Regions from separate parts of the Sus scrofa genome. Here regions 1 and 3 are each linked to region 2. A link is a contact called in public Hi-C and HiChIP or PLAC-seq data. All regions are on one chromosome and are shown on one strand. The core of a region is the stretch at or near the end of the contact, and the rest is flanking DNA. Distances in the headings are between cores, read along the strand shown.

The links. A called contact is a pair of places that touch in the nucleus more often than the background predicts. HiChIP or PLAC-seq counts read pairs in DNA pulled down with a chosen protein or histone mark.
Region 1: a contact with region 2 is called in a Hi-C map of liver, with 2.1 times the contacts expected there. The contact joins two enhancer-like sites. A contact is called at or near these places in 1 of 5 promoter capture datasets (liver), 25 of 47 Hi-C or Micro-C datasets (alveolar macrophages, blood, brain and 13 more) and 2 of 2 datasets of contacts at active chromatin or transcription factors (alveolar macrophages and skeletal muscle).
Region 3: an H3K27ac HiChIP or PLAC-seq map of alveolar macrophages shows a contact between it and region 2. The contact joins two enhancer-like sites. A contact is called at or near these places in 1 of 47 Hi-C or Micro-C datasets (embryonic fibroblasts) and 2 of 2 datasets of contacts at active chromatin or transcription factors (alveolar macrophages and skeletal muscle).

Annotation. Positions count from the first base shown.
Region 1 is chr7:92,588,402-92,591,200 of Sscrofa11.1, reverse strand. The region is part of intron 1 of ACTN1 (actinin, alpha 1); the gene reads left to right. Among named protein-coding and RNA genes, the nearest start is that of ACTN1, 55 kb to the left of the region's middle. Within about 2 kb of position 1,305, at least 22 of the 83 cell types and tissues checked have an H3K27ac peak or open chromatin away from gene starts, as enhancers often do. A contact at or near this core is called in alveolar macrophages, liver and retroperitoneal adipose tissue, where this site is marked.
Region 2 is chr7:92,752,429-92,755,325 of Sscrofa11.1, reverse strand. All of the region lies in intron 6 of DCAF5 (DDB1- and CUL4-associated factor 5), which reads left to right. Among named protein-coding and RNA genes, the nearest start is that of DCAF5, 59 kb to the left of the region's middle. Within about 2 kb of position 1,260, at least 22 of the 83 cell types and tissues checked have an H3K27ac peak or open chromatin away from gene starts, as enhancers often do. A contact at or near this core is called in alveolar macrophages, liver and retroperitoneal adipose tissue, where this site is marked.
Region 3 is chr7:92,612,992-92,615,832 of Sscrofa11.1, reverse strand. The region is part of intron 1 of ACTN1 (actinin, alpha 1); the gene reads left to right. Among named protein-coding and RNA genes, the nearest start is that of ACTN1, 30 kb to the left of the region's middle. Within about 2 kb of position 1,577, at least 32 of the 83 cell types and tissues checked have an H3K27ac peak or open chromatin away from gene starts, as enhancers often do. A contact at or near this core is called in alveolar macrophages, where this site is marked.

The sequences.
Region 1 (2,799 bases), core at 56-2,555, 160 kb after region 2:
GGAGAGGATTCTGTGTGAGAGCAGGACTGTGAGACCCACAGAGAAGGCAGACAACGATGCTTCTCTCTCTCCATCAACTCCGTGGGTCTCAGTCCAGCTCAGGTGTCCTATACTCCCCCACCTCCTGATGGAGCCTGGCCAGCCCCAATGCAACCTTGAACCACAACTGCAGGATAGTTACGTCTTTGCCTCCTAAAATCCCCTTTATACCAGATGCAACGTGGGTCTGTGCTTTAAGGTCAAGTGGGAAATTGAGCAGGAGTCCAGGTTCTCTGCCAGCACTGCCCTCTCTGTCCAGGGCCCTTGAGGCTGTGGGGAGAGGGGCTGTGAGAAGGGACCCAGCCCTCACCGTAGCTCTGGGAGCACTTCCAGCATGGTACCCGGGCCCTTTCCTGAGACTCGTCTGCATCCCTGAGCTCAGAGTGAGTCCACTGAAGGCCCCTAAGCTCCTCCTGTCTCCTTACTCTGGCTGTGAGCCAGAGCAGGGACGCCGGAGCAGAGGAAGTCAGCTAGGGCAGGGCCTGATTGGGGGTGAGGCAGTAAAATGGCCCCCTGCCCACTATCTAGATGAGGCCAGACCATAACCCTATTGGCATAGCAGTGCCCACCCTTCTGGGGTGTCCGGGCTGGAGGCCCTTGGGGCCAGGCCCTCTAGCCATGGGCATCCCTTATGGCTGTTGGCTTTTCCTCCTGCTAAGGGGTGGGTGCTCCCTCTGTCATCCTGTGGGAGCTGGGGTGTCAAGGTCAGGGCCTCCCCGTGCTGGAGGAGGGGTGTGGCTGTGAGGAGGGGTGTGCGTGGAGGACCTCACCTCTGGGCCTGCTCTCCCCTCCTTGGCCCCATCAGCCTCCTCTGCTGGGGACCCACCAGGCCACCGTCAAAGTCACAGCCTCTCTCCCTGTAATGCATCAGCGCCTGGTCAAGGAGGGTCCTCAGACACAAGGTATCATCTTGGGGACCCAGTGCAGCACTTGTAGGGGTGGGAGGCAAGGAGGAGGTGCGGGTGGGAGCACAGAGGGCAGGGACCTCTGAGGCCCCTCCCCAGGCAGGTTCCAGGGCAGCTAATTTTTCTCCTCCCTCTTACCATTTATTGGGCACCTTCTAAGAGGCAGGTCCCCCTGAGACATTTTTTAGTTAATGCCCTTGACTTCTGTGAAGTGCTCCCACTCCGCTACTTTATTGCTGAGGGACCTGAGGTTTAGGCAGGTGAGTCTGTGGCTCACACGGTGGTACAGAGTGGATCTAAGCGCTGAACCGCATCTGGTTCCCCCCAAGTGCATGTACTTAATCACTGAGTTACCCCACCCTTTCCTCTATGGCCTGAGCTTCGAGCTGGGTGCTTCTTGCTGGGGGAAGCTTCCTGCGGGGGAGGTGCTGGAGGCCCCCTTCATGGCAGTTACCTGTGGGGGCCGGGCTGGGCGCTTGGGGATTTTAGCTAAGTGCAGCCTCAGAGACCCGGCTTTGTAGGGGGGGTGTGCAGCGGTGGGGGGGGGGTGCGCATGGGGGGCTGGAATCTGGGCAAACACAGGTGCTTTTCAGCCTCCGGGCCTTGGCGTCTCCAGGAAGTGGGGCTGGCTGCTTTCAACAGCACTTTTCCTCTTTGCAAAAGTGGTATCTTTTTTACACACACCCGGCCTCTTCCTCCTTCCTCTCCCCCCCCACCCCCAACGACTGGGTAGTAAACAGATTTCCCAGCTGGGGGTGCTGCCGATTCCCACCAGGCCCTGGGCCTTGTTGGACCTGAAACTATCCCTTTGAGCTGCTGGGGGGATCTACTTCCTTCCCTCCTGAGAAGACCCCAAGCAGGGGCTGGGTGAGGGCCCTGGAGGGAGAAGAGAGCAAAGGCTGTGGAAATAACTGACGGTGGTAAATGCCCCACCCTGCCCCGCCCTGCCGTGAACTTAGAGTGTGATGACACCTGGGCAGAAGCGCCTATGTGGACAGAGAGCAGCTGCGAGAGAATAAGGAACCACAAACTATATTTATTTTAAAGATTTTTGAAATCCTTTAATATTTTTTGCATCAAGACATGTACAGCAGGAGTTTCCCTTGTGGCGCAGCAGAAACGAATCCGACTTGGAACCATGAGGTGGCGGGTTTGATCCCTGGCCTCGCTCAGTGGGTTAAGGATCCATCGTGGTGGTGAGCTGTGGTGTAGGTCACAGACGTGGCTCCAGTCTGGCATTGCTGGGGCTGTGGTGTAGGCAGGCCAGTGGCTACAGCTCCGATTAGACCCCTAGCCTGGGAACCTCCAAATGCCGCAGGTGGGGCCGTAAAAGGCAAAAAAGGCAAAAAAAAAAAAAAAAAAAGTACAACCAAAGGAAAAGAAAAACTAAGTAGTCCCTCAGCCCCTGCTAGGTTTGCAATGCCAGCATCAGGGGATGGGGACCGCAGGAGATACTGAGTATTTCTTGCCCTGTTGCATCCCCTTTCCTCTGGGCTTCTACCTCCAGAGGGTCCCGAGAGGCGTGTTTGGCCCGTCACCCCTCTGCCCTGATGCCGTTCAGGTGCGGTTGGATCTCCCAGGACCCTCCCACTTTGCATGGGTTCTTTACTTTGCTCCTTCACCCCGTTGTCTCAATTTTATTTTCTTTTTTATGGCCGCACCTGCGGCTCCTGGGCCAGGGGTCGAATTGGAGCTATAGCTGCAGCCTGTGCCACAGCCATGACAATACCGGATCTGGATCTGGATTTGAGCCACATCTGTGATCTACACTTGCGACAATGCTGGATCCTTAATCCACTGAGCGAGGCCAGGGATCAAACCTGCATCCTCATGGAGACAGTGCTGGATTCTTAAC
Region 2 (2,897 bases), core at 11-2,510:
AACCAGATATTATGCCAGAGAGCCTATACTTCTTATCAGATTATCCTAGGTTCACTAGGTAATTCATTAGCTCCCCAAATACAACTACAATTTCAAGAACTTGGGCTTGGGATAAAGTATAAAACCAGCTGAACCTACTTCGTGACTTCCCCATGCTCACTGCCACTATTGAAAATCAATTCTAACTATAGAGTTATTAGAGATTCTTTTGTGCAGTCCTTCCTTTTACAGATGAGAAAACAGGCTTAGAGAGGTTAGGTACACAGTTAAGACAAATACAGATTTGTAGCTGAGTGGGACTATAATACAGAGTTTTGAGCTTTCAGTAGAGACTCCTTTAATTCTACAAGAGGTCACAACCTAATGCCAACAGAAGCAAGGCAAGCAGAGAAATGGGTGTTTTGTGCTAGAAGTAAAAAGTAGGGAGTAGTGGGGCCTGTGGCCAGCTGGAGCGGCCACCCCATTCTAAATCCAAATCAATGCCATAAAGTAAAGCTTTGACTCAGCTTCAGCCCACTGTTGCCAAGAAGGCCTTTGGGTTTTTTCAAGGGAAGCCAGAGATAAAGATTTTTTTTTTAATGTGAAGTTTCCTGATTTTAAATATTACAGCAAATTCATACTTCATAGTATGGATCAAAGAAACCTATGTACCACAACACCTATTCTGTTCTAGCACCACCAGATTCAAACCTCTGTGCTTCATCAGGATGTTTTTTTGTCATGTTTAATTTCTTGGTCTTTCACCAACTCATAGGTGAATGGAGACCTGTTCTTTTTTCCTGTTTTCTACTGAACCTTTCCTGAGTTCCTGCTCTTACCCTCCATCCCTGCCCCCAGTCTTATAAAATAAGAAAGCAGATAATTACTGAGCATCTACAGTGTGCCTGATGCTGTGGTAGACACATTCATATGACTGCCAGGCAGACCCTCTTTGAGATTTTCATTCAAAGCCCTGTATAGTCTCTTGTCTTCCCTACTTTTGGCTAAAAATACATGGTTTGCTTATTGCGCCATGACGGGAACTCCCATATTTGGATTTTTTGTTTGCTTTTCGTTTTCTCCCTGAAGCCTGACTGGATGCATTCTATCTCCCAAGCTTCATACTCAGCTCTCTACTCAGTGAGCCAATCTCTTCACAGGGTTAAAAGGGAAGGCCAGTTTTCCACCTGCTAGCTTTTCTGGCACACATTTGTAAGACAGCACCCGGCTTTTGTTCCCTTTCTTTCACAATTCCTTAAATGGCTCTTGCCCTAGATTGTGAGAGTCCAGCAGAGCAGCAGCTCAGGCTTCTGGGAAGTAAGTCTTTCAGGCTAATGGGTATGTGTATGGCCTGGAAATGGTCAGGTGGTAATTTTTAAATCTTCTCTTGCTTTAGTCTCATCTAATACCTGGCTTAGTAATCCCTGTATCTTGCTGAAACTGGGGTGGGGAAGGAAGGAGAAAGTATAATAAAGTTTTCTTGAAAGGATTGATCCCTGGAGTGTCTGAACATTGGGGTCACTTATACATGCCTTTCTTTTGAACTTGATAGATGGCAAGGCCCCTAACGTCATGATCATTAAGTCATAGTATCTCATCCCGTGGAGAAAAGAGCTGACTTCTTCCCTGGGAATGCAACAGAATGGCTTGAATACATGGCCTGGCCTCAGACATTACATCACCACTCAACCTTTCTGTGTTGACATTATACGAATATAACAGAGGTGCAGGAATTTGCTGGGAAGTGTGCTCCAGGCCAGTGAGGCACCCTAGAAAGTTATAACTTTGCTTTAAAAAAAAAAAAAAAAAGCAAAAACTCCATGCAGCCCTGATTAAACTCTTGGGAGCCTAGCGTGCCATATGTTCCCCTTCAGCTTAAGTAAAGGCCTACTTTTAATAGAGGGAGATTCAACTCTTGGGTTCCATCCTTTGACTTGCTCTGTGTCTTTAGGCTAACTTTTTCTTCTTCTCCTTGTCTGTCTTTTATATCATGTATATTTAGCCCTTTAGCTTTTAAAGCAGTTTCATATCATATTAATCTTCCTAGCAACCTTTGGGTGTAGTTGGACAGGTTTCATCCCCATGTGAAACTAAGGTCTAGAGTAGTTTGAAACAGCAGATCTAATCAGTAGCAGAACCAGAACTAGACTTACTCCCTTGTCTATGATTGTACCTACCTTTTCCTGTAGGTGTGCTGCCACTTGTGTTATAGAGATAAAGTGATGATAGTCTTTTCCACGGGCTAGTGAGGGAGAGCGGAACACAGAATGCTGTGGCAGAGGAATTCCTTGTTGTATGTATTTTTTAGGTGAATATTTTAGTAGACTTTTATAAAGCGAAGGTAGCATGAAGATAACTTGTTTATTTGTAACTCTTTGAATCCTGAACCTCTTTGAAAGTATAAAATCTTTGAATATTCATTTAAGAAAAATGTACATATGTACATAGTTTTGCATGTAATATTAAGGCATTTGTGGAATTCCTAAAAACTAGGAGTTTCAGGTATTAGCAATCCTGTGTTAAGATTTTACTCATGGATTAAACCATATTCTGGTTCATTTACTGATAAAGAACTTAGAAAGCTTAAGAGGTTTTGGAGTATATGCAGACCTGCTAGATAATGGCTGGTTTAGGAGCAGATGGAATTGATGTGATCTGGTGACATGGTGTGGCAGTTCTCCTTTAATGTATAATTCCTGACTGGGAGGCTGGGCTGCCCTAGGAAATGGTAGATACTAATGATGGGAACAGTATAACCTACCCTACCTGCCCCATTCTCCTTATAGAATTTACTTTAAGTAGCTGTACCTCTTTCTGGGGAGGTGTCTTTAAAAAAAGAGAGAAGAGGAGGAGTTCCCATGTGGTGCAGTAAGTTCAGGACCTGGCATTGACAGTGCAGTGGATCAGATTGTGCTGTG
Region 3 (2,841 bases), core at 328-2,827, 140 kb after region 2:
GTTTTTGCTGGCACAGACTTAAACTGTCCCCTTGAGATGGGGGGCCAGGCAACAGGAAGCTGGAGGGCCTGTGGGACTCTTGTTTTACAGTCAGTTCCCTAGTGACTGCAAGGGCTCTGGGGGCTATAGGTCAAGGAACCATCTGGCAGCCTCTCTGCCTAGTAGGAGTTTTGCCAGGGAGATGTGGCGCCACGGGGGTCACGGTGTAGAAGGGGATCGGGGGCCTCACAAATGAGGGGGCATTGGGTCTGGTTGGGAAGGCATCAGGGGAGCCCCAGCAGGTCCACTGATGGCATAAGGGACTAGGCTTACAAGGAGGATGGGTAGAGAGGAGTGGGCCTCAGAGCTAAGATTTAAGAAAGAGGACCTCCAGTGCGCTGAAGCTGGAGACGCGGCAGAAGCAATGAAAATGTTCTTACATTTGGGCCAGGTCCTTGCACCCCCAGGATTGTGTCCTGAGGAGACTGTCCAGCTAAAACAAAGAAATGCTTCAGAATGTTCTCTGTGCTCTCCACCAGAGCCAAAGGGAAGGCTTCCATGTCTCACTAACGTTGGGGGGGGGGGGGGATGTAACAAACCATCCTGACACATGGTGGTGGAACATTTTTTCAGCCTTTCAATGACATTTAGGAAGATTACACAGGAATAAAATGTTCCACAGACTGTTGAAAGTGGGGGAACTTTATATAATATATATGTTATGATCGGTTGCAACTGTAAAACCCGGGTAAACAGGAAGATAACGTACAAAAGAGAAAATGGCAGCGTTCCCGTCGTGGCGCAGAGGAAACAAATCCGACTAGGAACCGTGAGGTTGCAGGTTCGATCCCTGGCCTCGCTCAGTGGCTTAAGGATCTCACATTGACAGGAGCTGTGGTGTAGGTCACAGATGAGGCTCAGATCTGACGTTGCTGTGGCTCTGGCAGAGGCCAGCGGCTACAGCTCCGATTAGATCCCTAGCCTTGGAACCTCCATATGCCGCAGGTGTGGCCCTAAAAAGACACACACACAAAAAAAAACCCAAAAAAAAAAAAAAAAAAAAAAAGGATTCAGATGTTTTAGCAAGTCAGTAAATTTCTGTCCAAACAACATTCCTCCCCAAATGTTTTTCTGCTATCACCTGGTTCCTTTGCTGGAGGAATGGCAGCTTGGTGAGATTTAACGGTCCTGTCTGAGCGCTTTGGTGTGTTCACCGCTGGGTTCCATGGAGCAGACAGAGTGGGTAAGACATGGTCCCCTCAGCTTGAGAGCAGGGAATGTGTCACCTCGCTGGGGAGACAGGATGTGCTGGGCAAGCTGATCAGTGTTGGCTGCTGAAGTGTGGCCCTGGTATGGCCTGGGGGCATGGCGGGGGAGGGGCAGGTGAGTGGCTGTTCCGGACCTCGCGGAGGTTGGAAGGATCTGTAGGACCAGGAGAGCTTTCAGGACCCTGGAGCAACCAGCCTGGCAGGCAGGAAGCCTGCAAAGCTCAGCAAGAGTCCAGTTCCCCTGAGTTCTATCCGGGTCATCACCGCCTTGAATGAGATCAGAGTTAAATAAATGCCTGTGATTCACCCCATTTTCTAAAGACTGGAAACTGAAGTCCAGGAAGTGAACTCTTCCAGGAATCTCAGTCTCCAGGGACAGGGCTGTTGCACAGGCAGGCGCCCTGTGGGTTGCCTGTGCTCTGTCTGCAAGCCCCACTCATGGCCCCCCCAGGGCCGGACTCCCTGCTCAAGATCCCCTCCTGGAAGGCTCCCCTTTGGTCCCCTCTGGGCTGCTGGTGGGCCATCAGCCTTCTTCCCCAGTGGTCTCTCCTTTTGAATCTGTGTCTGGCCTGCAGGGGTGCTGGGCACTTCTGCCCGCCCCCCCCATTGGTACTTGCCACTTGGGGACCTTGACATTTTGTTGAAGAGGGGCTGTGACGGAGAGCCTGGGAGGGTGAGAACCAGAGACGCTGGCTCTTTAAGGCTTGGCCTTCAAGTGAAGTTTGGCAGAGGGGGCACTGAACGTTTAATTTTAGGGCCAGGAGGGGGTGGGGGAAAGTCCCTGCTGCATCTGGTTTGTGTTAAGCCCTTCCCTTCAGAAAAGGGCTGTGTTTATGATTCAAGTCGGGCAGAGATGGGGTGGGGGGGGGCTCCACTTTCCGTACTGGGCAGTGGGGCACAGGGAGTGCACAGAGCTTCCTTCTGGCCCTCTGACCCCATCTCAAGCAAAATGCTTGCAACTTTGAGAAAACTTCGACATCCGTTTTGTCCCTGAGGTTAAAGCAGTCATTTGCCTTCGGATGGCCTCCAGCAGCTGGCCTTTGCAGGCTGAGCTGCCGAACTGCCAGAGCTGGCCGGCTGTCAGCTCGGCTCGTCTGGAGCCTGCAGGTCCTAGACGGGTCAGCAGTGCTCCTGGCTCCTGCAGGCCTCTTGACCGCAATCCAGGGGTGGAGGGGGCTTGCGTCCAGGATGCCTAGGTTGTCAGAGCTGGCAGGTCCTGCAGAGACCAGACCCAGTCCCCTTTTGACAGATAAGGAACTCGAGGCCCAGAGAGCTGAAGAAGCTTGTCCAAAGTCACACAGCAAATGGGCAGCCGACTTGGCATTCATACCACACTTTCCTCTCAGTTTGGTTCGGGGCTCTTTTGGGGGCCCCATAAGGCTTCCCCTTCTGCCTGCTGTTTGCGTTACTCTTCCAGGCTCTGCTCCCTCAAAGGGCTGGCCTTGGGGACCAGGGTTGTGATGGCAGGTCTTGATACTTGGTGGCGACACTCACGAGCTGTAAGAGCCTCAAAGGCTTCCTGACTCACCGTTGTTTTCCAGCACTGGCATGGTCCCTTGGCACAGGATAAGAGCTCAGAAAATATTAGATGAAT